6 separate regions of the Mus musculus genome follow, and regions 1, 2, 3, 4 and 5 are each linked to region 6. A link is a contact called in public HiChIP or PLAC-seq and promoter capture Hi-C data. All regions are on one chromosome and are shown on one strand. The core of a region is the stretch at or near the end of the contact, and the rest is flanking DNA. Distances in the headings are between cores, read along the strand shown. Region 1 holds the start of Vps45 (vacuolar protein sorting 45). Region 2 holds the start of Sv2a (synaptic vesicle glycoprotein 2 a). Region 3 holds the start of Plekho1 (pleckstrin homology domain containing, family O member 1). Region 4 has its middle 14 kb from the start of Sema6c. Region 5 overlaps Setdb1 (SET domain, bifurcated 1). Region 6 holds the start of Adamtsl4 (ADAMTS-like 4).

Region 1 (3,809 bases), core at 1,295-3,794, 370 kb before region 6:
CCTTGGATGTTCACCCTCCAGAAATATGAGAAAATGCCATTCTGTTGGTTTAGCCTCTTTGTCTGTTGGCACCGTTATGATGTCCTCGGCACATTAATACAGCATCCAACACAGAATATACTTGATGGGTACTTGTTGAAGAGAATTTGTAAATGCTACATTTTATCCAGCTACTAAGTCTCCCAAAGCTGAGAAAAGATACAGAATAGCCAAGTGCCCTCTACTTCCCTGACACATTGTAAAGCCTCAGCATGCAGCTATGTTCTGGCCTTCAGTTGTGTGCCCCTTGCTCCCTCTCTGACTGAATCATGAAGCATTTGTTTATGCATCTTTCTGGCCTGAGGTTTTAGCAATATGCTATTTTTACAGTCTGGTAGTACACTATTTAAAAAGGCATGAGCTGCTTTTATTCCCAGTACTCTGTTTTTATCCAAGGAAGCTTTAAGTTCTAACTCATCCCACACCAAATACAGTAGTTAATTTCAAAGTTATTACTTATTGTAGATATTATGTATTCATTCTTTGAGTGATGGACACTCAGATTGTTTACAACTTTATCTTACGACTCTCAGTGACTCTGTTAGAGCATCTGTGTGCATGCTTCATAAACATGTGAGAGTTTTTTAGAGCATGAAATTTCTCTCATGGCCACACACAGGGGACACTGGGAAAGCTGACAACTGAAGCAGCTCAGAGGCAATGGGGGCCCAGTGGCCCTGCATGGCCACTTCTGGGTTAAAAGTGTGGGAATGATGCTCTACTGTACAAGAATACCAAGGGGCAGGAAATTTGAACCCACAAGCATAAGGGTTTTATGTTTCACTAGCTTTTAAAGATAATTCCACATTTCTATTAAAAAAAAAGGCTCTTTGATTCTTGCGTTGGTAACCTGTGAATTCTTGTCTCACACTGTCTCCAACACTTGGTATTGTCAGACATTTTAAGCTTGTCAAAGTAGGTATTTTCTTTTTCAAAAAGTCATATCTGTCTGAATACAAATAACTAAAAGGACTCTCTCCACTCATTTCTTACAATTGTAATCTGACAAGGCACCATTTCAAGGACAATCATTGTTCTACTCCTCGTCTCTTGTTCAGTTTGTTTTATTTTTTGAGACAGGGTTTCTCTCTGTAACAGAGCCCTTGCTGTCCTGGAACTCACTCTGTAGACCCCGCTGGCCTCAAACTCAGAGATCTGCCTGTCTCTGCCTCCTGAGTGCTGGGATTAAAGGTGTGTGACACCACTGCTGGCTTGTTCTTTTTAAGATACAGAAAGTTGAAAAAATATGACATACTATATTACAGTCCAGGTAAGGAAATAGAATCCAAGCAACATGGGTGATGGTGATTTTTCAGATACCAGTAACTTGCTAGATTTGTGGGTAAATTTTATTTTCTTTGATGAGTCAGTTTTCTATAATATATGAACTTTTTTGCTGATAAAACAGGATTGTATATAACATTAGATCTCATTTGTGTGTAGTTAATATCCCACTGACTCGTTTAATATAAAGCTTTAAGGCTTCTGTCAAAACATATGCACACCAGTAACTCCAGCACTGCAGACACTGAGGGGTCACGCGTTCAAAGTCAGCCCGTGTTACATTGCAAAGCCTTATTCAAACAAAAAGGAAGAAGAAAGAAAGTCTCAAAACCTGTACTGTGCCCAATGGGAAGTTTTATTTACTGGTTTATTTATTGACTGGAAAACTGAAAAGAACACATTTTCACAATTTTAGAAGTGACAAATACCTGTATTTCAAGTGACTTCTAGTCTTCCTCAAGGGATTTGGAAACTTCGCATAATTTGCATAACCCGATTAAGTTCTTCTATTCTATTTAACCGCATATTTCTTACAGTATGTTGAAAAAACTAGTATTTAGTGGTGCTGTGTTGATTTTAAATTAATTTTTTAAATTAGCATTCTCAATGAGTCTCATAATGGCATTTATACACATGACAATAATATCTCATTCTAATGTGTTTCCTTTTTTTCCTGCCTCCAGCCCCTCTACCCCTAACCCCGCGGTTCCTAAAGCTCCCTGGTCCCCTTCCTCTACTAAATAGTCTGTCTGTTTTGTGCTCCTTGTATTCATTCCCTTGTATTCCAATACTATGTCTATCCGGGTCTCCCTCTCTTAAAATCTCCTTCTCACCTCTGGTGATCCTTTGCAGTTTCACATCTCACACACGTCATTATTTTGGTGTAAATATTTGAAGCACTAATAGCCAATGATTTGTTGCAGTTATTTGTCTTCCTGGTTGTACAGTTCTCTATTGTAAGAAGGTGAGGAACAAAACACCTTGATCCGAAGTGTGATAATAGTGTGTCATCTGTTGAATTTTTTGGAAACTGAAGCTTTAAGATCCAGTTGATTGCTAATTGTTCTTGCTTCTTAGATTAAAAATGTGTTTACCTTTAAATTCTCAAGTTGGTTTTGTTCCGGCCCCAATGAATTAACTGTCCCCGCCCATTGCAGGGGCCCTGGAAACCCGGCGTCCCTGAAAGCCAACCAAATTCAGTACTTTGGGCGCCGCGAGCTCGCAGTCCCAGCGGTCCTGAGTAGGGGGCGGGTGGAAGCTCCGCGCCTTCCTGGGGTCTCTAAGGTCTACAACATCTCTAAATAGCGTTCCCATTGTTTCTTCATTCAACAAACGTGATGAATTTCAGCTCCCCTTCTCTCTTTAGGAAACCCAGTTGAGTCTCATTCTATGACCTACCAAATACAAAATGCCGTCTCTTGATGCTACTTTGTTTGGATACTTTAGAAAACCGGGGCTGCCTCTGTAACCTAGCCTGGGCTATCAGAGAACTTGCTATGCAGTACAGACCTGGGACCCCGCTGCCCCAGCCTGCCCAGTGCTACGATGACGTGCGAGGGCTTCAGAAAAGATGCTCAGCAAACAGTGTCCGAGAGAGCTGTATCCCGCGGTGCGCCAAGCGCTTCCCTACTCAGGACCAGAAGCCAGCACAGCGCGGGTTCGGGGAAACAGGCTGCCTTCCACTCCCTACCGAGAAGCGTCGGGAATGGCACCGTCGCTTAGCTGCTGAGTCTGAGTCCCGGACTCCACGGAGGAACTACAATTCCCAGTATCGGAGCTACCCGGACTCCCGGAAGCCGAGGCTTTGGCGACCGGAAGCAGCTGAGACCCAACAGGCCTGAGGTTAATTCAGCCAGGAAAGTGGGTGGGAAGGGCTGTGGGGCACCTGTCAATTCGCCACCATGAATGTGGTCTTTGCTGTGAAGCAGTATATTTCCAAAATGATAGAGGACAGCGGGCCGGGCATGAAGGTACTTCTCATGGATAAAGAAACGGTGAGTTTGCTTTTGCTCAGTATTTATAAAGGAAGCTCTCCCTTCCTTTAGAATTGCTGGCCCCGTTCCGCTGTAGAACTTAGCATTTCACTGATGACGATGATCAAGTCTGTCTGGCACTGGGAAAGTTGTAGAATGCTTTCCCAGTGGGTGTGCAGTCTAACCAGCTCTAACTGGTGCCAAGAGACTTCTTACACCTGAAAGAGTGTCTGCAAAGAAATTGTTACTGGCGACACAGGGAAGACTTTACTCAACGTTGTTTTTAAAAGTAAATTGTTGGGGTTCAGCTGAAATAACAGGCTATTTGTTGACCACAACTTTAAAAAAGGAATTGTAAAGGAATGGTGAAGATCCTCTTTAGAAGTTTCTGAGTTGTTCATGTTCAGAGAGAGTGGTAGGTTTTCATTCTAACACATTACAGCCTGTTTTGGATATTAGGTAAATATTATTCTGTATATTAGAATTTAAATTACCTACTCAAATATTAGTGGC
Region 2 (3,921 bases), core at 8-2,507, 490 kb before region 6:
TGGAAAGGGCTTCGTAAGCAAACCTTTCAAGTAAACTGCTCAGGTCCAGACGGGCCCCCTAATCAAAGCCCCTGCTTTGGAGGCCACCCAGGTTTCCATCCCATCCCATGCCAGGTCATTAAGAAGTGACAAGGTCATGAAGAAGCAGTCATTGATCAGAAGATTCCCACTGAAAAGGACAAGGGGCAGAGAAGATTCCAGAGTGCCCCCCACCCCCACATCACAGCTTGATAACTGACCCTCTTACCCCTCCGCAAGACTGACAAGACTGAGCCTCACCCCTACAATCTACCCCTGGGTTTGGAAGATGGGAGCATCCAGTTTGGGGGGGTGGGGAGGTGTCAGCTGAGAATGTACACGGAGAAATGCTCACGGAGAAATGCTCACGGAGAGGCCAGGGATGTAGAGAAAATGTTTCACATGCATAGGCTTAGGGACCGCCTCTGCCAGGATTGCGGAGACCCCCAACCCCCACCTAGCCTCAGCTCTGGTACCAGGCATGAGGCCCTGGAACTGATTACATGGCTGCTCCCACCCCTGGTCCTGCTGCTGGACAGGTTCCCACCATCCTTCTGCGCCCCTCTCCTGACCCCCTCAGTAAGCGCCTCTAGTGCCAAGCCCCAACACCTGGTTGCTTCCCATGTCTGTCTGCCCAGTGTTTCATTCCTTCTATCCTTCACCAAGCCGATTCCTCTACCCCCTAACCCACCCAAGTCCAGGCAAGAGCGGCTGTACTCATTCTATGGCCCCAGCCAAGGTCATTTACCATGGGTGGGGGGGGGGGAGAGGGGGGTTGGGGAGGGACGTACATCAAGGTGAGGAGAGGATGGAGTTTGAGGGAACCTCAGCTTACCTAACAGCCCCTCACCAGGTTTATGTAATGGGGACTTTAAGCTAAGGTAGAAAAAAAATCCTCGCATATGTATGTATGTGTGTATATACATACAAATACATATATGTGTATTGCACATATATATTTATTTATTCAAGTATATTCTCAAAGCAATTGAAATAAATGGCCCATTCCCCAAACCACCATCACCCCCACCACCACCCTCACCCCTACAGCGGGGACAGTCACCCTCCCCATAAGCAAAGCATCAGAGATAAAATGGCTGCAAGGCTAGACGAGGATGCTTCTGCCCGGGGCGGGGTAGAGGTGAGAGGAGAGGGGTCTCACCTGAGCTTGGTTCCCCGGGTCAGGGAGTCCCCGGGTGAGGGAGGGGGTCCAGCCACAGGGCTGAGGCGGCAGCGGCGACTGCTCCTCCCGGTACCAGGGGAAGCGGCACTGCAGACCTGCCCCCCGCACGCGCTCCGGCCCCGCCTCCGACCCTCCCTCCCCCGCGCCAGTGAGCAGCGGGAGAGACCATTGTGGGGGGTGGGGGTGGCGAAAGAAAAGATGATGGGGCGGGGGGGGGGGGGGGGGGACTTAGGACACAGGAAGAAAAGATGAAGGAACTGGAGGGGACTGTCAGGGTGACAGCTGGAAATGACAGTCTTTCTCAGCCCCTTCCTCCCTAGCAAAAGATGCCAGGAATTAAAGACACTAGCAGTGGTTAGGGGAGTAAGTGGAGGAAATAGACAGGTGATGAATGAGGTAGCCCCTTCCTTTGCACCCAAGCTAGGATGAGAGAACCCAGGAGTCCCAGCAGTTCTTGCTGCGTTAAAAACAGCTCCCTCCCCTTCCACACTGCTCCCTGGAATTAAAAACCCTCTCCTAAACCCACAGCTTGGACTCCAGGTTCACCTTGCTATGTGAGAGGACTCAGAGATAACAAGGTGTGGTTTCTGTACTCAATAGTCAGAGTCAGTGACAACTGGGCCCCTGTCATCTGTCTCCTCCAAAAACAGTCCAGACTGTTTATGTACAAGGACCTCCCCCTCCCCATTTCTATTCAATTGCTGGTAGCAGAGGCGGTGCTAGAGGAGTTTGTCTGATCAACTGGACAGTTCCCTTTCTAACCACACTCTCCAGTGACTCAAAAATACATACATACATACATACATACATACATACATACATACATACATACATCCTATCAATTAACAACCTCCTCTTGTGTGTGTGTACGTACACTGGCTTGGGTTCTCCTTTTCTTGAATCTTTTCTGTTTTATTGTCAGGTAACCTGGACTGACAGATCCAGAGGCACTTCAAGGATGTACAACCTGAACCAGTCTACTCCAGATAAAACCTTGGGATTGTCTGGAACAAGCACTGACCAAAGCACAGCCCAGATTTCCACCGTTGGTTTTGACCAAGTCCCCTGCCTCTGTGAACCAACAGGCTTCTTGTCTAGAAAATGGAGTGTTTTGGATGAGGCGTCTTTTTTAGCTGTAATACCATGAGACTGCTCGGTTAAGTGTGGGTCTAGGATGCTGGGAGATACTGAATACAGAAGGCTGGCAGCCTGTGTGCTCAGAGATTTCCCAGATGCCATTTGACATCTGAATTTACTATGCTAGGGATATGAGCCTAAGTTTTGGAGGACCCAATGCTGGATTTTGGAAATGTATGGGTCAGTAAGGTTCACAATTAACTGAAAGTCATAATAGATACTAATTTATCCTAAAAAGTTACCTCTCACCTAGACTGAAGATTTTTGTGTCCGGTACACTCTCCCCCTTAAGCCAAGTCAGGACCATGTCAGTGTAAGTCACCCAATGACATAACGGAATGAGAGAACTTGTATCTTTAATGGCATCTGGCCATCCCCAGTAGGAGGCCAATGATTCCAAAAACTCTCCTGGCAACAACTCTCTGCCCCACCTCTACGAGCGGGGAAGCTTTGCCAATGCTCTAGGAGTACTCTTAGTCTGCTGGCTGGAGCACTCTTTCCAGGATGGTACTTGGAACAGCTCTGCCCACATGGGCCCCAGGGACTAGCCCTTTACTAGACTTTCATTGATGAACCCTCTTAAGGTTTAATACATCTTTTAAACACATTATTCCCCATTTTAGGTTTAGCCAGGCCTTGCTGGAGGGAAGCTGTGTCTTCTCTTTCAGGTGCTTCTGCACACTCTGCACTATTTCCTAGCTTTGCAGAAATCTATCACCCATCAGCCAAGGGCAGCATAAGCCTGTGGTCCCAGCTAGCAGGAGGCTGAGACAAGTTCCATGCTTGTCTGGGCTGCAGAATGAGTTTAAGGGCATCTTAGACCCTGTATCAAAATGAAAAGTACAAAGAGGATTCAGTCCCCAGGACTGCAAGCAAATTAAAAGGGAAAATACGAAGTTTATTTTAAATTCTGAGGGAAGACTTAAATCAAGTACTTCATCACCTCCCCACGCCCCTGGACAAGGTTCAACAACACAGGTTTCTTCAGGTTAGGTCAGGCTCCCTAAGGAGTGGAGCATTCCCAGCTTCCACTTACACATTTCCTTGTCCAGCCTCACAGCCTTGCTATTGTCTGTTGGGTTGACTCTCATATTTACATCTCTAATCCAAGTCTGCCTCCACCTGCTTAGTCAATTTCACTACCTGGATGCCTGGGGCAGTTCATATTCCTGGGCAAAGAGCCCACAGCATCCTCCCTTACCTCAAGGTTGTTTTGAAGGGTTTTGTTTGTTTGTTGTTGTTGTTTTGAGACAGGGTTTCTCTGTAGAACCCTGGCTGTCCTGGAACTCACTCTGTAGACCAGGCTGGCCTCAAACTCAGAAATCCACCTGCCTCTGCCTCCCGAGTGCTGGGATTAAAGGCATGCGCCACCACTGCCCAGCTGTTTTGAAGGGTTTTTATGGTCACCAATGAAAAAGAGCTGAAAAGCACTAAAACCTCCAGCCCAACCTGGCTCTGACCTCAGCCTTCACACAGCCTTAGTGCTAGATCCACCTTTCAAGAGAACTCCAGCTAGGAGCATGGCAACCTCCCAATTCCAACATTCTATTGACAGGCAGGAGGACAAGGCCTGTTGAGAACCA
Region 3 (3,758 bases), core at 455-2,954, 310 kb before region 6:
TTGACTAAATGAAAGCTGCAGAGAAGAGGGAGATGAGGCAGACATGAATTCCTTCTGCCTTGAGCCAAATCTATCTTTCCTTTTCCTCCTTGGAGTGAGTGCGGGTGATTTGCGGGTGATTATGCTAGACGCCCTGCTGAGTGCTAGGCAAAGAACTCTACCACAAGCCACGCCCTCAGCCCCTATTTAAACTTGGTAAATCACGTGGAGACAGGAGGCTCGGTAGACCAAGACCAGCCTTGGCTATGTAACAAGTCTGAAAGCAGCATAGGTAGGCTGTGTAAGACCTTGTCATAAGCCCAGCAGTGATGGCCTGGCCTACAGAGTGAGTTCCAGGACAGTCATGGCTACACAGAGAAACCCTGTCTAGGAAAAAAACCAAAACCAAAACAAACAAACAAACAAAAAAGACCTTGTCTTATTAAAAAATAAAGACAAAATAATCCAAAGCATTCTTACCTGCTCAGCCAACAAGTTCCCAAAAGCTCATTCCCTCAGCTGTGCCCTCATGCTAGTACATAGGCTCCCTCCTAAAGCCTTTCTCAGTCATTTCTTTGCCCTTTAAACAGGCCAGTACCAAACAGAGATGAGGAGGAGATAGTCTGTAAAGTGTGCTGTGTGTGTAGGGGGTAGTCTGCAAAGTGTGCTGTGTACACGTGTACAAAGTCTAAAAGGCAGACCCGGGTTAGAAAACCTCTATGCTAACTCATGTAACAGCAGTGTGTCAGTTTGAGCATGACAAATGGTTCCCTGTGCTGGACTGATCTTTTCCCAAGGGATAATATCCTCACTCTTATATGCCTTACAAAATGGTACTCGACATTCTAAAGTGCCAATATAAGAGCATTTTGAAAGCATAAAGTTCTGTATCCACCTGAAATAGAAGTCAATTATATGGCTAGTGAGATTGCAGGACTGGGAAGCACGGTGGGTCTAAGAAGAGGTATCTTTCTTGATAAATTCTCTCCCAAAAAGCCCAAACATCCTCCACTCCTCAAACCACAAACTTACCAACACTTCATCTTGGACGTCTCTGGGAAAAAATAATTCCCCTGCTCTGGGCTTTACTCATTCGTGGTGGTTGTGTTTACCATACACCAGGTTTATTAGCTTACTGTCTGGTAGTAATTGAACCTAAAAGACACAGTTGGGTCCTCGCGGGCTTTCATGGGTCAGCTGATCCTCCTTTTACCAGGTAGGGGAACAGAGACCCAGGAGTGGTGAGGAAAGCCGCGCTCAAACTTGGGCTCCCTCCAAGCCACATCAGAAACACAGGACTCAGAAGAGCTCGCGGTCCGAGCGTCCTCCGGGCCTCCCCGCCGCTGCACGCGTGTTTACCGCAGGCCTCGCGGGGCGCTCACGTCCGCCCGGCAGTAGGTCGAGAGTGGAGACTCCCGGGGCTCCGCCAGCCGGAGTCTGCGGGTCCGAGGCGGCCGCTCTCCCACGGCGCCTCCGCTCCATCCCGCTCGCCACGCCTCGGGCCCGCCCCCACCGCCGCGCCTCCCGGTTATCCGCTCGCGCCTCCGCCGGGTGCCGGGTCGGAAACAAAGGCGGGGGGCGGGGAGCGCACGGCGGCGGCGCCGCGGTCCGCCCTTCATTCGGAGCCCGCGACGTCAGCGGCGGTGGCCGGGGCCGGTGCGGCGGGGGCGGGCATGGGCGACGGGGGCGGCGGGGGCAGCGGGGGCCCGGCCTGCGGCTAGCACGAGCCGCCGAGCGAGCAGCGGGCGCGGCCGCCCGATCCCGCCATGAAGAAGAGCGGCTCCGGCAAGCGGGTGAGTGCGCGGCGCGCGGACAATGGGGCTGGGGCTGGCGGGGGGGGCGGGGAGGGCGCAGAGACCAGTCTGAGCCGCCGCTCCTCGTCTCGCCCCGGGCAGGGGCCTCCGGATGGAAACCATCAGTCTGCGGCGCCCGAGAAGGTCGGCTGGGTCCGGAAATTCTGCGGGAAAGGGATTTTCAGGGAGATTTGGAAAAACCGCTATGTGGTGCTGAAAGGCGACCAGCTCTACGTCTCCGAGAAGGAGGTAGGCGCCCGCCCTTGCGCGAGCCGTCGGGACCCTGTCCCCACGGCGGCTAGTTCTCCGGCTTGCCCCGCCTCCATCTCTGCAAGTTCAGGGGTCGCAAAAGTCCTGTGTCTGCAGAAAAAAGTCACCCCCGAGTGAGAGAACCTGAGTGGGGTTTAGGAGTTTACTTATTTGATGTGCCTTTGCGGACACCTTTCTCAGAAGTTCTGACATCCGCCGCCTCTCCCTCTATTCTGGCCCCCTAAAATACGGTTGGGGGTTTTGGTGGGGTTTGTTTTTGTTACACACTGGTATTCGTATCCCTCGATCCTTCCTGTCTTCCCCACCCCAGCCCACCACTCTCTCCGTTCCTGCGGGGGTTGGGAGGGAGGAGGGCATATGTAGGTCCCCTGAGTAGCACAGTCTCCCTAAATCATAGAAAACACAACTTGGAGGCAGTCTCTGGGACCAGGGGTAGAGCAGCGGTGAATGCCGGATTCTTGTAGGAGCTAGCATCCTGAACCAGGCTTGTTCCTCACCGTCCACTCCACTTAAAGGGTAAAAAGAAAAAAGAAAAAAAAAATTCAAGGAACTCATATTCTGCCCATCTTTATTTGTAGACAGGGGGAATGGAGTTAGGACTGTGAGCGCCTGTGTGTGTGTCTCCATGGCTTTGGCTCTGTAGTTTTACAGGAAACCACAGCCCGGCACATGGGGTCAGAATATAAAGCCAGGTCGTGGAATCCAGATCCCTTCCCCCTTTGTGAAGCCCCAACTCTTGACTCAATAACAAGAATGCTGAGAAACTGAACTTGCTTCCCTGTGACTGTCTGATCATGGTGGCCTGTTCCTGTCCCTTTCAGACTGGCCCTTCCTCCCTTGCCTGCCCTCACCCAAAACCAACCGAGTGGGAAGCCCTCCCTTAGCTCTAACCTGTTCTGCTTTTGTCACTAGACACTTGTTTTCTGCCCTTGTATTTGGGTAAATAAAGCCTTTTATGGTGTCGAAGCAGATACACTTGCAGCTGGAGAGCTGTACTCATCTCAAAGCAGTCTACTGAGACAAGCAGAGAACTAGTGTTGAGCCCCCAGGCCCCTCTTGAAGGGGCCAAAACATAACGGTTGGAGAGGCCTCAGAGCAAGCTAAGGGAAGCCTTGACCGAGTGTGCTCTCGAGGGCCACTGCTACCTGCTCTCGAATCCTACAGAGAGCTCCCCCAACGATTCTCTTGCTTTCTATTTTTGTTTATTTTAAAAGCAGCAGTGGGTGTCACCTCATATCTCCTGTCTTCCCCGAACTTCATAATGCCAGGAAATGTAGTTAGCAATCAGGAAGGGCTTCCTACAGGTCCGAGGGGAAACCAGAGGACAGTGAAGGGCTACAGAAACAAAACAAGGCCTTTTCCCCTTCTTATGTTTGTCTAAAAGGCAGAACCTGGTGTGAGAGGGAGAGATGCAGAGCAGAGAGAAGATAGGATGACCTCAGCCTAGAGTGTCCGCTGTCCTCTGACTCAGGAGCATCTGACTAGACCTGGGGCCAGATGCCCCCTGCTGGGAAGGGCAGTGGAAAAGAGGGAACGGCACCTTATACTGACCCTTCTTCAGAACCAGTTCCATGGTCCAGTGGGCCTGGGCTAAGGGCAAAGCTGCCACAAGACACTGTTTATTCAGCCTGTAAACAAAAGCAGTAGCAAAGCAACGCACTGAAGATGTGAGACCCAAAAGCAGAGTGTATTTGCAATTTACATGCAAAAACAAAA
Region 4 (4,074 bases), core at 1,206-3,705, 510 kb after region 6:
AACACTCCCACGAACTAGGCTTAGTGTCAGTAAATTTCTCTTTGGCAAATGTGTATGGCCTGTAAATACCACATGATAACCTTGAGGTTACTGAAGCATCATAGATAGGATCACCACTTGGCTGAAGGGAAAAGTGGGAGCTTGAGGGGCCTTGAGAAACACAAGAACAGAGTCTGTTGAATGAAAAGCCTAGTGAGAGAAATCACAAGGAGGATGGGGAGGTTGGGTGGACTAGAGATAGGAGTTCCTTGCACTTGACCTTAGCCAAAAGGCAAGGAACACTGGACAGCTAAAATGAAAGCCACCGGATGATTGCTGTGCCTACAAACGTTTTGTGCAAGACGTCTAACAGATTCCAGAATACATTAAGATCGTGGGTAGCTCCTGAGCAAAAGCATGGGGGCTACTCAGTGCCTATAACCAGACCTAAAGTAGAAGAGCATTGTGAGAAGCCCCGTGTGGTAGCTTTAAGCCCAGCACTCAGGAGCCAGGGTATGTGGATTGCTGTGAGTTTGAGGGCAATCTGATTTACATAGCAAGTTCCAGTCTAGCCACAGCTACTCAGAACACTGCCTGCTCTTCCAGAGGACCCACATTTGATTTCTAGCACCCACCTTGGTCAGTTTACAACCACCTACAACTCCAGTTCCAGGAGAGATAGATACAAACAAAAGAAGTCTAAATGAGTTTTTAAAACGTTTTATCTTGATTTTTTTTTATGTGAATGGGGTGAGTTTTGCCTTGCATGCGTGTCTGTGTTCCACATGAATGTGCATGCAGTACCCATGGAGACAAGAAGAAGGTGTCAGATCCCCTGGGACTGGAGTTACAGACCCATCCGGGTCCTCTGGAAGAACAGGCAGAGCTCTTAACTGCTGTGCAGTTTCGCCAGCCTCTTTAAGAAATGAAAATTTTAGGGAGAGTTATAGAGAAGCAAGGGGATGTTGGAGAGAAGGCCACCAGTACTGTGACGGTTGGTACTGACAGTTAACTTGACAGGACTTAGAATCACACAAGACACACGCTTATGAGGCATGCCTGTGAGGGAGCTTCTGGATTGGGTTATCTGAGGTAGAAAGACCCACGCTAAATGTGGGTGGCATCATTCCATGGGCTAAGGTCCCAGACTGAATAAAAAGACTTGGTGGCAAGCGCCTTTATTGGCTGAGCCAACTAGTTGGACTGCTTTAGACATCCAAATTCATCTCAGATTGCATTTAAGAAACTAGAGGTGGGGCTTGAGAGGTGGTTCAGCAGTTAAGAGCATATTTATTGCTCTTGCAGAGACCCTGGGTTTGATTCCCAGCACTCACATGATTGACCATAACTATGTTAACTCCAGTTGCAGAAGGTCCAGGATGTGACATCTTCTTCTGCCCTCTGCAGGCACCCGGTATACACATAGTACACAGATGCATGCAAGCAAAACACTCATATATCTAAAATAAAAATAAATCTTTAAAAAATGGTTTAAAATCAGAAACAGGCCAGGGAGATTGTTCAGTGGTTAAGAGCACCGACTGTTCTTCCAGAGGACCCAGGTTCAATTCCCACCACCCACATGGCAGCTCATAACCACATGTAACTAGTTCCAGGGGATCTGATGCCCTTTTCTGGTCTCTGTAGGCACCAGGCACACATGTGGTACACAGATATACAAGCACACAGAACACAACTATACATAAAAGCAAGTAACATTTTTAAAAACTCAAAAACAACCATAACAGACTGAAATACGTGGATCAGTGTATAAGTATATGATTTCCCAGGTTCCTACCTCCAGCTTCCATACCAATTACTCTCAATCTCTGTCTCTCTCTGTCTCTCTCTGTGTCTCTCTCTGTCTCTCTCTGTCTCTCTCTCTCTGTCTCTCTCTCTGTCTCTCTCGTCTCACTATACTCCAGTCTGTCCTCTAAATCATGGCAATCCTACTACCTCAGCCTCCTGAGTAGCTGGATCACACATCTATGCCACTAAATCTGGTTTTGTGTATATAACCTGCTTCTTTGTTTCTCTCTCTTTCTCTCTTTCTTTCCTTCTCTCTCTCTTTCTTTCTTCCTTTCTTCCTTTCTTCCTTCCTTTCTTTCTTTCTTTCTTCCTTCCTTCCTTCCTTTCTCCCTCCCTCCCTTCCTTTCTTCCTTTTCTTCTTTCTTTTCTTTTCTTTTCTTTTCTTTTCCTTTCCTTTCCTTTCCTTTCCTTTCCTTTCCTTTCCTTTCTTTTCTTTTCTTTTCTTTTCTTTTCTTTTCTTTTCTTTTCTATCTTTTCTTTACTGAGACAGGGTCTCATGTTTCCCAGGCTAGCCTCAAATTCAATGCCCAGCATTATCTTGAACTTCTGACCCAGTGCTAGGGACCAAACGCAGAGCCTCAGGCATGTTAGCAAGCAGTCTGTCTGAGCTCCACCCTGCCTGCATAACCTTAAATGTAAGGAGTCAACAGCTCTAAAGGGTCATCTGCTGGGTCGAATGGCAGTGACTCATACCTGTGTGCTCCAAAGCTTGGGGTGGCAGCCGTAAGACGCAACAAACTTGAGTAATAAATCGTTCAGGCCCTTGTGACTTTGCCCCTAAAGAACCAAGATGCCGAGCAGCTTTTGGAGCTCTCTTGATTGTGGAACCCTTTGAGTCTCAGGTCCCCAAAGCCTTAGACACCTGATGGCTTCAGCCTGCTGAGGCCCTGCTTTCCCCATAATCTCCTAGGATGCCTGAGAAATTAGCTCGGAGGTCCCTGAGGAGGAGGCTCCCGCCACATCCTGCTTTTCCTACTAACAAAGCAAGTGGGCTGATAGTGTGGTCTATTAGAAGTGGAGACACACACCTGTAATCCCAGCTCTTAGGAGACACAGGCAGGAGAGTGAGAAGTTCACTGCCAGCCTGGGATACATGAGAACCTGAAAAAAGCAGAAACAAAACTCTGCCGAGCAGATTTTTTTTAATTGAACTTAAAAAGGATGTTTGTTTGTCTTTCCACTTTTAGCAATAATGTCTGCAACTATCCCTTAATTTACTATCCACTATTATAATCTGCCAGTAGAAAGTTATCATGAGTAATAGGGGATTGCCTCTTTGGTGGTGGCCTATATTATTTTGAGCAAATAACCACGTCCTACAGAACACTTAATTGTGGGGCTTTTGGGAGATGGTGAAAGGAAGCTATGCTGTCCAGGCTTGCCCTGGATTCAGTGTTCCTGACACAGACTCCAAGGGAGTGAGATAACAATGGCCCACCACACACCTACCTAACCTGCTAGATTTAAGCCTATGTATTTCATGCCTTACAAGTCTCTGTTAGCCTATGTTCTTTCCATTTCTTAGAAAAGAAATTGAGTTCCAGGCATAGTGGCGCACACTTTTGATCCCAGCTCTTGGGAAGTAGAGGCAGGCAGATCTGAGTTGGAGGCCAGGCTGGTCTACAGAGTGAGTTCCAGGACAGCCAAAGCTACAGAGAGAAAGGTTATGTGTATGGGGTGGGGTGGGGGAGGGCAGCCGCTTGGAGAGCTTTAGTTAAAGAACAAAAGGTTTCAAGGAAGGGCCCAAGGACTTGCTCTTACTGCAACACAGTTGCTTTCACTTGTTCTGGGTTCCCAGCTGGAGAAGTGAACATTCTCTTAAAAGCACAGATAAAGGAATAAGCAGGACATTGAACTTTAACTGCTGCTGCCCACGAAGAATCCCAAGACTAAAGCTGAGCTGCAGCTCCATGATGGAATCTGCCTGCATCTGTGAGGCCTGGGTTTGTGGGGGAAAACTGTATGTGTACTGAACAGAGATACTGCTCATCATTATTTCCTAAATTGATGGTAGAACGTATATTCACACTGGGAAGCTCCTATCTGTCATCCCAGAACTTGTGAGTCTATGGCTGCTGGAGGATCTGTTCAAGAATAGATCTAGGGCTGGTGAGATGGCTCAGTTGGTAAGAGTACCCGACTGCTCTTCCGAAGGTCCGGAGTTCAAATCCCAGCAACCACATGGTGGTTCACAACCATCTGTAATGAGATCTGACTCCCTCTTCTGGAATGTCTGAAGACAGCTACAGTGTACTTACATATAATAAATAAATAAATCTTTAAAAA
Region 5 (3,802 bases), core at 195-2,694, 340 kb after region 6:
ATTGCACACCCCCATCGCTAACTTTCGTATGTATAGTCTAAGAATTAAACTCAAATCTATCTTAGAACTGTCTATATGACCAGACTAGCTTTGAACCTACAGTGATGCACATGCTTCTACTCCCACACTTACTTATTTTTAATCTCTGTGTGTGTTGTACCTGTGCACTTAGCCATTGAGACCAGGTATGAAGGCGTCCCATCTCTTCTATCACTCTCTTTCTTATTACATTGAAATAGGATCTCTCACTGAAACAGAAATATACAATTTTGGCTAGGCTAGCTGGCCAGAGTATTTACATGTAGCTACCCTAAATGTGGAATTATAAGCATACATGGCCATTTGTTTTTAACATGGGTGTTGAGGATGCATACTCAAGTCCACAAGCACACTTGCCATTGAACTATCTCCCTAGATCCACAATTATTTGTGATTGCAGAAGAATCAATTACTTATTGTTAACATGGAAATAAACACATGGCAAAGTCTTTGAGTTTTTAAATTTTATGTTTGCATGTTTGCCACGCGCTCTGATCGAGTCAGCTTGACAAGCCGAGAGGCTTGGAAGCTACTCACTCACGAGGCAAAAGAGTTTCACGGAAACTCGCTCCTGGACTCTGGCGTTCTCTCTAACCCATACATTAACTTTCCATTCCCGAGTTAGTCTAATGTATGGATCCACGTGCTCTCCTTTAGTATTATCCTATTATAAATGCCTTTTAAGATTGAATTCTGACATAGCTAAAGCCAGTGTTCCAACAGTCCTAGAACGTCCTTGAGCAAGACCTTGGGCTTGGAATTCAGTACTGCCCCTGGTATTACACTATCACTTTGAGTAAAAGTTAGGTCACTGCCCTTCACAGGAATCTACCATCACCAAGGAAGAAAGAAGTTTCTGACCGTAGGAGAAACCAGAATAGATACTTAGAACTATAGCTGAGTTACACCCATATACAGGAATTTACAATGGTTTAGGAAGTAGATCGTGCTGTGGTTTTAGAGTATTGCATTATTCATGAGATGGTTAGCTAGAACGGAACTCCCTAGTTAGAACCATGACTTGGGTGTGAAAGCCCTTGCCCTAGGAGAGTAAAGACCTCACACCTGGCTTCTAAGACTATAGCTGAGTTACACCCATACACACGCATTTACAATGGCCTAAGGGGAAGGTGGACTATTCAATAGACCAAAATAGGAACTATGGCAGGATCTATCCCAGGTAGATCCCGTTAGACCTTCTGTGTTTGCATTCATCTGTTTTATGTAAGAATCCAGTAACCTCTTTGTACCTTGCTGGTGTGTCACCCAACTTCCTTATTGTCTTCTGCATAAAAAGTCTGATGCTCGATTTGACATTATATTCAGATCCTACACAACCTCTCCTGTGTGCATCTGTCTGTCAGTTCATCTGACACTTTGCCCACCCACGACTAGAGACCCGTTCCACGCAGACAAAGGGGCCCAGAGGGTCTGCGGCACATGTTCACATATGTTTGGGATTGTATGTAGGCCAAAGCTGATATTAGATGCCTTGTCTACTTAATGTTAATTGAGGCAAAGTTATTGGCTAAACCTGGAACTTGCGAACTCCAGCTAGCCAACTGCAGCTAGCCAGGTTGCCTTGGGGATATTCTATTTCTGCTTTCTGAATGTTAGAATTATAGACAGTCTTCATAGTGTCTTAGCTTTTACACAGGTTCTGTGAACTTGATCATCATGCTTGCATGGCAAGTGCTTTATCTGCTTAACCATGTCTCCTGTAGTTCAAGCTGGCCTTGAATTCTGTGTATAGTTAAGGTTGCTCTTTAACTTTTTTTGTTTTGTTTTGTTGGTTTTTCAAGACAGGGTTTCTCTGTGTAGCCCTGGATGTCCTGGAACTCACTCTACTCTGTAGACCAGGCTGGCCTCGAACTCAGAAATCCCCCTGCCTCTGCCTCCTACGTGCTGAGATTATTGGTACATGACACCATTCATGACTATATTTTGTGCGTGTGTGTGCACACACATGCTTACATGCATGTGTGTAAGCCAGAAGTTAATGTTAGGTGTCTTCCTATTTTTCACCTGGTCTTTAGACAGGGTCTTCCATTGAAGCTCTGATCAGTTGGCTTGGCTAGGCTAGCTTGCTGGCTGGTGGGTGGGTCATCATTGTTTTTGAATCTACCTTCCCCTCACAATGCTCAAGTTGCAGATGTGTGCCATGACACCCAGCCTATGTCAGCACTGGGTGTCTAAGTTAGGCTGGAGGATGGTTCAGCAGTTAAGAGTACTTGATGCTCTTGCAGAAAGACCCAAGCTCAGTTCCCAACACTCATATTTGGCAGCTCACAGCTTTCGGTAACTCCGGTTCCAGGGTACCCAGTGTGCTCTTCTGACTTCTTTTGGAGGACTGCACATTCATGATGTACAGAAATATGCAGGCAAAACACCTCAAATTAAAAAAAAAAAAAAACTTTAAAAGAAAAATTTGGGGGGAATGAAAAAAAGAAACAATAGACTGTGGTATAGCTCAGTGGTGGACAGCTCTTACTTTGCATGTGGATCACCAACATTAATTAGAAAAAGAAGCAAAACTGACCAGTGGTGGAGCACGCCTTTAATCCCAGCACTTGGGAGGCAGAGGCAAGCGGATCTCTGGGTTTGAGGTCAGCCTGGTCTACAGAGTGAGTTCCAGTACAGCCAGGGCTATACAGAGAAACCCTGTCTTGAAAAACCAAAAAGAAAGAGAGAGAGAGACAGACAGACAGGCAGGCAGTGGTGGTACACACCTTTGATCCCAACACTCAGTAGACGGGCAAGAGGATCTCTGGAGGCTAGCTTGGTCTCCAGAGGAAAAGAAAAAAAAAGGAAGGAGGAACGAAGAGGAAAGGAGACTTACTGTTTCATAATAGTTTACTACTTCCACTGGTTCGTAAGATTCTCCATAAACTGAAATGCCTGTTTCTTTTACATGAATTGCTTAGGTTTGTATGTGGCTTAGTTTATTTAGTATTTATATGTGCATTTGCACATTAGTCTCTGTACTTAAGATGGTCTTGGTTTTGCTTCCCTTGAGGTTATGAATTTATTTATTTTTTCTCTTTAAATTTTGAAAGTGCCAACCGTTCTTCCCTTTCAAGATATGTCCTTCCTGTCCTCAGCTCTGCTTCTTTCCTTTGGACAGTAAAAAAGACTTGGGAGGACATAGAAGATAGCTCCTGCCGAGACTTCATAGAGGAATATATCACTGCCTATCCAAACCGCCCAATGGTACTTCTCAAGAGTGGGCAGCTTATCAAGACTGAGTGGGAAGGCACATGGTGGAAGTCTCGAGTTGAAGAGGTGGATGGCAGCCTAGTCAGGATCCTCTTTCTGGTAATGTTCTTCCAAAGAAGAATTTGTGGTAATATTAGGGGGCAGGTACCAGTAAAATGGTTAACTGTGGAAAGACACTTGCTGCCAAGCCTGATGATAAGAGGTGACACATGGTATATAGTCTTCACAAGAGACAGGATTGATTCTAATCCTGAACCTGCTTTTCTCCCTCCCTTTGCTCCTGCCTCCCAGGATGACAAAAGATGTGAGTGGATATATCGAGGCTCTACACGCCTGGAACCTATGTTTAGTATGAAGACATCCTCAGCCTCTGCAATGGAGAAGAAGCAAGGGGGGCAACTCAGAACCCGTCCTAATATGGGTATGTATGTCCTAAAAGATAGCTAGGGAAGGGAAGAGACAGAGTAGACTAGCACAGAAAATTATGTATTGCAGCTGTCCTTTTATTTACCAGAGCAATACCACTAACTCTCTGGATCAAGATAGA
Region 6 (3,763 bases), core at 477-2,976:
AGAGACCCCTTGTGGAGGTGCTTGTCCTAAGAGAGTGGGAGGATTTGCTGAGAAACCAAAAAAAAAAAGTGCATGTTAAATTTCAAATAAAGTTAAAATCTGGATCATCCCAATACTGTATCCCAGACTCAGGCTAAGCAAGAGAAGTTCAAATTTGGGGTCAGCTTGGCTCCATAGCAAGTTTCCTGTCAATCGGCCCTACCGTGGCAGGACCTTGTCTAAATAACAAATAATATCTTTCTGCCTTGATCAGTGCTGGGAACGGCTGGGGACAGAACCCAGAGCATCCTGCATGCAAAGCTCTGCTTCAGCGCATTATTACACCCCCAGACATAGGGCTGTTTTATATACACACCCACTGCCTTGGGATAGACCCTGCTTCCACAGTTAACATGTCAGCTCCAAAGTGATCATTTCTCACTGGCAGGATCTGTTCAAACTAGACTTGGAGACTTAAGGACTTAAACTAGCTTCTGTGCCCTCAGCACAAAGTGTAACATATAGCCAAGAAACTAGGAAACATTAGCCGGGGGCACCAGGGCCCTCTGTTGTTTTATGGGTTGCAAGACAATATGTTGCTACAACTTCTGTATTTGAGTGTCTTGACATTGGTGGTGAGCCTGGCCTTCAATGGCTGAGCCATCTCTCTAACCTTGCTCTGGTATTTCATTGTTGAAACTAGGGTGGTCTCACTCTGTAGCCCAGCTTGCCCTAGAACTTGCTGGATTTCCCAGGCTGGTCTTGAACCAGTGGTTCCCCTCTCTTGCCTCAGCCTCCCAAGTGCTAAACATGCACTACCATTCCCTATATATTCTCCCCCACCCCCACCCCCCGCCCAGCCTCAGCTGGAATTCACCCTGAAGACCAGTCTAGTATCGAACAACCTATACGTTTTTGTTTTTCAAAGAAGTTACGAGGTTGGACAGGCAAGGCATAGGCAGGCCTTTAATCCCAACACTGCAGTAAGCAATAGCAGGTGGATCTCCATGAGTTGAAGGCTGGCCTGGTCTACACAGTTCAAGCCAGACAGGGCTACCGAGACCCTGCCTCAAAGACAAACAACAAACCAACAATCCATTAAAAGACATATGAATAGAATAAAAAGCATAAAAACTGAAAGCTGTTTTCATCCCTTCCCCACCCCTCCTCAGTCATTCTTCCACATGGAGATGGATAAACATTTCCAAGCCTAATATACACATCAAATTCTCCCATTCTACAGAGGACACTGCCGCATTGAAGTTGAAGTGCTCATGAAAGACCACAGAGCTGGCAAGTGCTCAAGCTGAAATTCAAATCCAAATTGTCTGACTCATAATTCAGCGTGCATTCCTCCCGCTAAGCTCCAGGGTGTAAAATTTTATGGATGAAGAAACCGAGGCTCAGAGAGGTCCCTGGCCATCAGAGCCACATGGTTCACTGCCCAGTATGGGAAAAGCGGAGGCGATGGCATTGGCTGCATGGAGGAGAGGGCCTTGGCTTGAGCAGATCTGAGTTTGCTCAGGGCTACATGGGTCTAGTTTGCAAATCCCCTTGCTGGTTCGGGGCTAGCCCAGGTTCTTCGAGGACAGGCTCCAACCAAAAGGAGCCTGCCAGAGTTGGTGGGGTCTCGAGCCCCGGGGCGGGCGCGGGAACCGTGTCCACAGCGTGGCTGCAAGCTCTTTAGCTGTACGGGGCACCCGGGGTGGGTGGTTGAGTCCGGCGCGTGGCGGGCGGGGCACGGGTGGCGTGGGGCGGAGCCTGCCGCGGGCGGCGCTGTCCTGGGGCTCCGGGCCGCGGTGGCCACTACCAGAGGCAGCTGGAGAGAGCGGGCGCAGAGAAGGTAGAACCTCCCCGACCCCCCGCCTGGGCTCTGACTGTCTCAGAACAGCGGACCCTAAGGCGAATTCCTGGGGAGGGGGTCTGGTCCCTGGGACTCCGAGTCCCATCACCCGGGCGAGGGCTTGTGCCAAGATTCCTATTAAGTCACATAGTGAAGTTGGAAAACATACCCAGGACCTCCCTGCACGCCGGCACAGCCGGCTCTTCCCTGAGGGGCTTCGGGAAGATGCGACCAGACGCCTGTACTCTGGGAACGCAGGGATAGGGTGTCCGGGAGGGATGCGGGTGAGTGCTCTTTGCACAACTCAATCTGTTGTGAGAGGTTGAGGGAAAAGACACCTGTTGGGATGTTTGGGGGGGGGGGGATGCCGTGAAAACCCTGGCATTCTGACAGGACAGCATCTCTCCTCTGCTAGCCCAGCCCTTACTAACCCTCCCTCCACCCGTCCACTCTGCATTGGCTCATTTGCCTGAAGTGAGCCTGGGGTGAAGGGGTTAGCACCCTGCAAGTCACTTTCCTTGGTGTCACTGGCCCACAAGGGGGTGTGACCAGGAGCAGCATAGGTTTGTGCTCAGCCAGGGTCCACCGTGACTTCAGGATGCCCACTTCCAACCTCATTTTCCTCACCCTGGGCGTGGAGAAAGGACAAACATACATTTGTGCGGGGGGGGGGGGGGGTGTCGGCTCCTGCTCCCCTATGCAGGGGAGGGTGGGGTGGACTTTTCCAGAGAGGGAGCCAGGCCTGGCCCTAGCCCCAGGAGTTCTCGTCACCCCCCACCCCTCACTTCTCCAGAGAGCTGCCAAAACCAGCTCAGGACAGGATTATGTGTACTGGGTAGACCACGGAGAGGCATCAGGGACAGACTGGAGGAGCAGAGAGGCGCAGAGGGAGGTGGAGAGGGGACCAGCATCAGACAGGTTGTGTCCATCACACACACCCCCCATCCTTCCAGCCTCACTGGGCAGGCAGAGGGCTGATGAGTGGGTTGAACAGGGCCACTCGTCCATCAGGGAAGTCGTAGATTCAGTGGCTGGCTCAACTGAAGAAGGACGTGGTGCCTTTTACCTCCTCCCTAGCTCCAAGAACTCAGCTCAGCCCATTTGGTCTCCTCCTCAAATTCCCAAGCCCTGGGGTCCCAGGGAGGGGGAGCAGGACCTAGCTTTGCCCCCCTCTCTGTCCTTTGCATGCCCTGATCTGGCCTACTTTGGCCAGCGATCCTTGGATTCTTCTCATGGTGCCATTCAAAGGCAGCAGAAACAGTGTTTTTCCTGGAAAGCAGAACTTAGATGGGATGAGGATGTGGGTAGGCGGGGCCTCAAAGAGAAGGCAGGGAATGGAGGATGGGGGTAGGGAGAGACAAGATTTGAGGACAGGTATGAAGACCCCTGCTACCCAGTGTTTACAGCTAGACTTAAGGGTGGACTTTCCAGGGATACGGGAGGGAGAACCTGGCAAGCATGGGCTGCTATGGCTACATCTCTCCTTCTTAGGTGTCCCAGTTTGGCTGAGCATTGTAAGGAAAAAAAAAAAAGCAGAAAACTAGTTGTACATGAGCTAAGTCACCCTGAGCCAGTGCCTTGTGGATGCTGGCACTCATGGGGAGGATAAGTCACTGCCTCTTCTCAGGAGATGAAGCCATTAACCCACTTAGTTTATCCCTTGGACAAAAAAAAATGCCCGGGGCAGCCTGTATGAGCCTTGTCCTCCGTAAGGAGCTTAGTTAAAAGGAAAAGAAACAAATGCTCTTGGGTTCTGTGAGCGGGAGGAGGTTGGTTTTCCTTTTTTTGTTGTTTGTTTGTTTGTTTTGTGATAGAGGTCCCATATCACCCAAGCTGAACCCCTTGAACTCCATCCCAACTGTGGAATTAAGGCTTGTGACCCCACCCCTGGTGCCCGGAGGCCTCTGGCTGGCCCCTCATGGGTGACTGGCATAGCCTGCC

What was found. Promoter capture Hi-C pulls out the DNA fragments that hold promoters and counts their contacts. HiChIP or PLAC-seq counts read pairs in DNA pulled down with a chosen protein or histone mark.
Region 1: a FOXA1 HiChIP or PLAC-seq map of pancreatic cancer cells shows a contact between it and region 6. The contact joins the promoter of Vps45 here to the promoter of Adamtsl4 in region 6. A contact is called at or near these places in 5 of 39 promoter capture datasets (hippocampal neurons, liver, neutrophils and 2 more), 3 of 484 Hi-C or Micro-C datasets (CD4 T cells, the G1E-ER4 cell line and embryonic stem cells) and 2 of 115 datasets of contacts at active chromatin or transcription factors (microglia and pancreatic cancer cells).
Region 2: a promoter capture Hi-C map of fetal liver shows a contact between it and region 6, with 4 times the contacts expected there. The contact joins the promoter of Sv2a here to the promoter of Adamtsl4 in region 6. A contact is called at or near these places in 5 of 39 promoter capture datasets (cranial neural crest, fetal liver, liver and 1 more) and 3 of 115 datasets of contacts at active chromatin or transcription factors (bone marrow-derived macrophages, memory CD8 T cells and pancreatic cancer cells).
Region 3: a contact with region 6 is called in a promoter capture Hi-C map of embryonic stem cells, with 9 read pairs. The contact joins the promoter of Plekho1 here to the promoter of Adamtsl4 in region 6. A contact is called at or near these places in 1 of 39 promoter capture datasets (embryonic stem cells) and 1 of 115 datasets of contacts at active chromatin or transcription factors (pancreatic cancer cells).
Region 4: a contact with region 6 is called in an HNF4G HiChIP or PLAC-seq map of pancreatic cancer cells. The contact joins the enhancer-like site here to the promoter of Adamtsl4 in region 6. A contact is called at or near these places in 3 of 39 promoter capture datasets (liver and neutrophils), 2 of 115 datasets of contacts at active chromatin or transcription factors (microglia and pancreatic cancer cells) and 1 of 9 other capture datasets (pancreatic islet).
Region 5: an H3K27ac HiChIP or PLAC-seq map of embryonic stem cells shows a contact between it and region 6, with 5 read pairs. The contact joins the enhancer-like site here to the promoter of Adamtsl4 in region 6. A contact is called at or near these places in 6 of 39 promoter capture datasets (the C10 cell line, hematopoietic stem and progenitor cells, hippocampal neurons and 3 more) and 3 of 115 datasets of contacts at active chromatin or transcription factors (all in embryonic stem cells).

The regions. Positions count from the first base shown.
Region 1 is chr3:96,057,190-96,060,998 of GRCm38.p6, reverse strand. It overlaps Vps45 (vacuolar protein sorting 45), which reads left to right and starts at 2,544. Exons shown (of 15, transcript NM_013841.3): 1 at 2,544-3,317. The coding sequence starts at 3,225.
Region 2 is chr3:96,178,563-96,182,483 of GRCm38.p6, reverse strand. Sv2a (synaptic vesicle glycoprotein 2 a) reads right to left here and starts at 1,257. Exons shown (of 13, transcript NM_022030.3): 1 at 1,181-1,257.
Region 3 is chr3:95,993,785-95,997,542 of GRCm38.p6, reverse strand. It overlaps Plekho1 (pleckstrin homology domain containing, family O member 1), which reads left to right and starts at 1,704. Exons shown (of 6, transcript NM_023320.2): 1 at 1,704-1,772; 2 at 1,875-2,021. The coding sequence starts at 1,746.
Region 4 is chr3:95,176,157-95,180,230 of GRCm38.p6, reverse strand. No RefSeq gene overlaps it. Among named protein-coding and RNA genes, the nearest start is that of Sema6c, 14 kb to the right of the region's middle. Within about 2 kb of position 2,455, at least 30 of the 459 cell types and tissues checked have an H3K27ac peak or open chromatin away from gene starts, as enhancers often do. A contact at or near this core is called in pancreatic cancer cells, where this site is marked.
Region 5 is chr3:95,341,208-95,345,009 of GRCm38.p6, reverse strand. Setdb1 (SET domain, bifurcated 1) reads left to right here. Exons shown (of 22, transcript NM_018877.3): 9 at 3,164-3,354; 10 at 3,547-3,676. Among named protein-coding and RNA genes, the nearest start is that of Setdb1, 14 kb to the left of the region's middle. Within about 2 kb of position 1,444, at least 7 of the 459 cell types and tissues checked have an H3K27ac peak or open chromatin away from gene starts, as enhancers often do. A contact at or near this core is called in embryonic stem cells, where this site is marked.
Region 6 is chr3:95,685,880-95,689,642 of GRCm38.p6, reverse strand. It overlaps Adamtsl4 (ADAMTS-like 4), which reads left to right and starts at 1,726. Exons shown (of 18, transcript NM_144899.3): 1 at 1,726-1,822.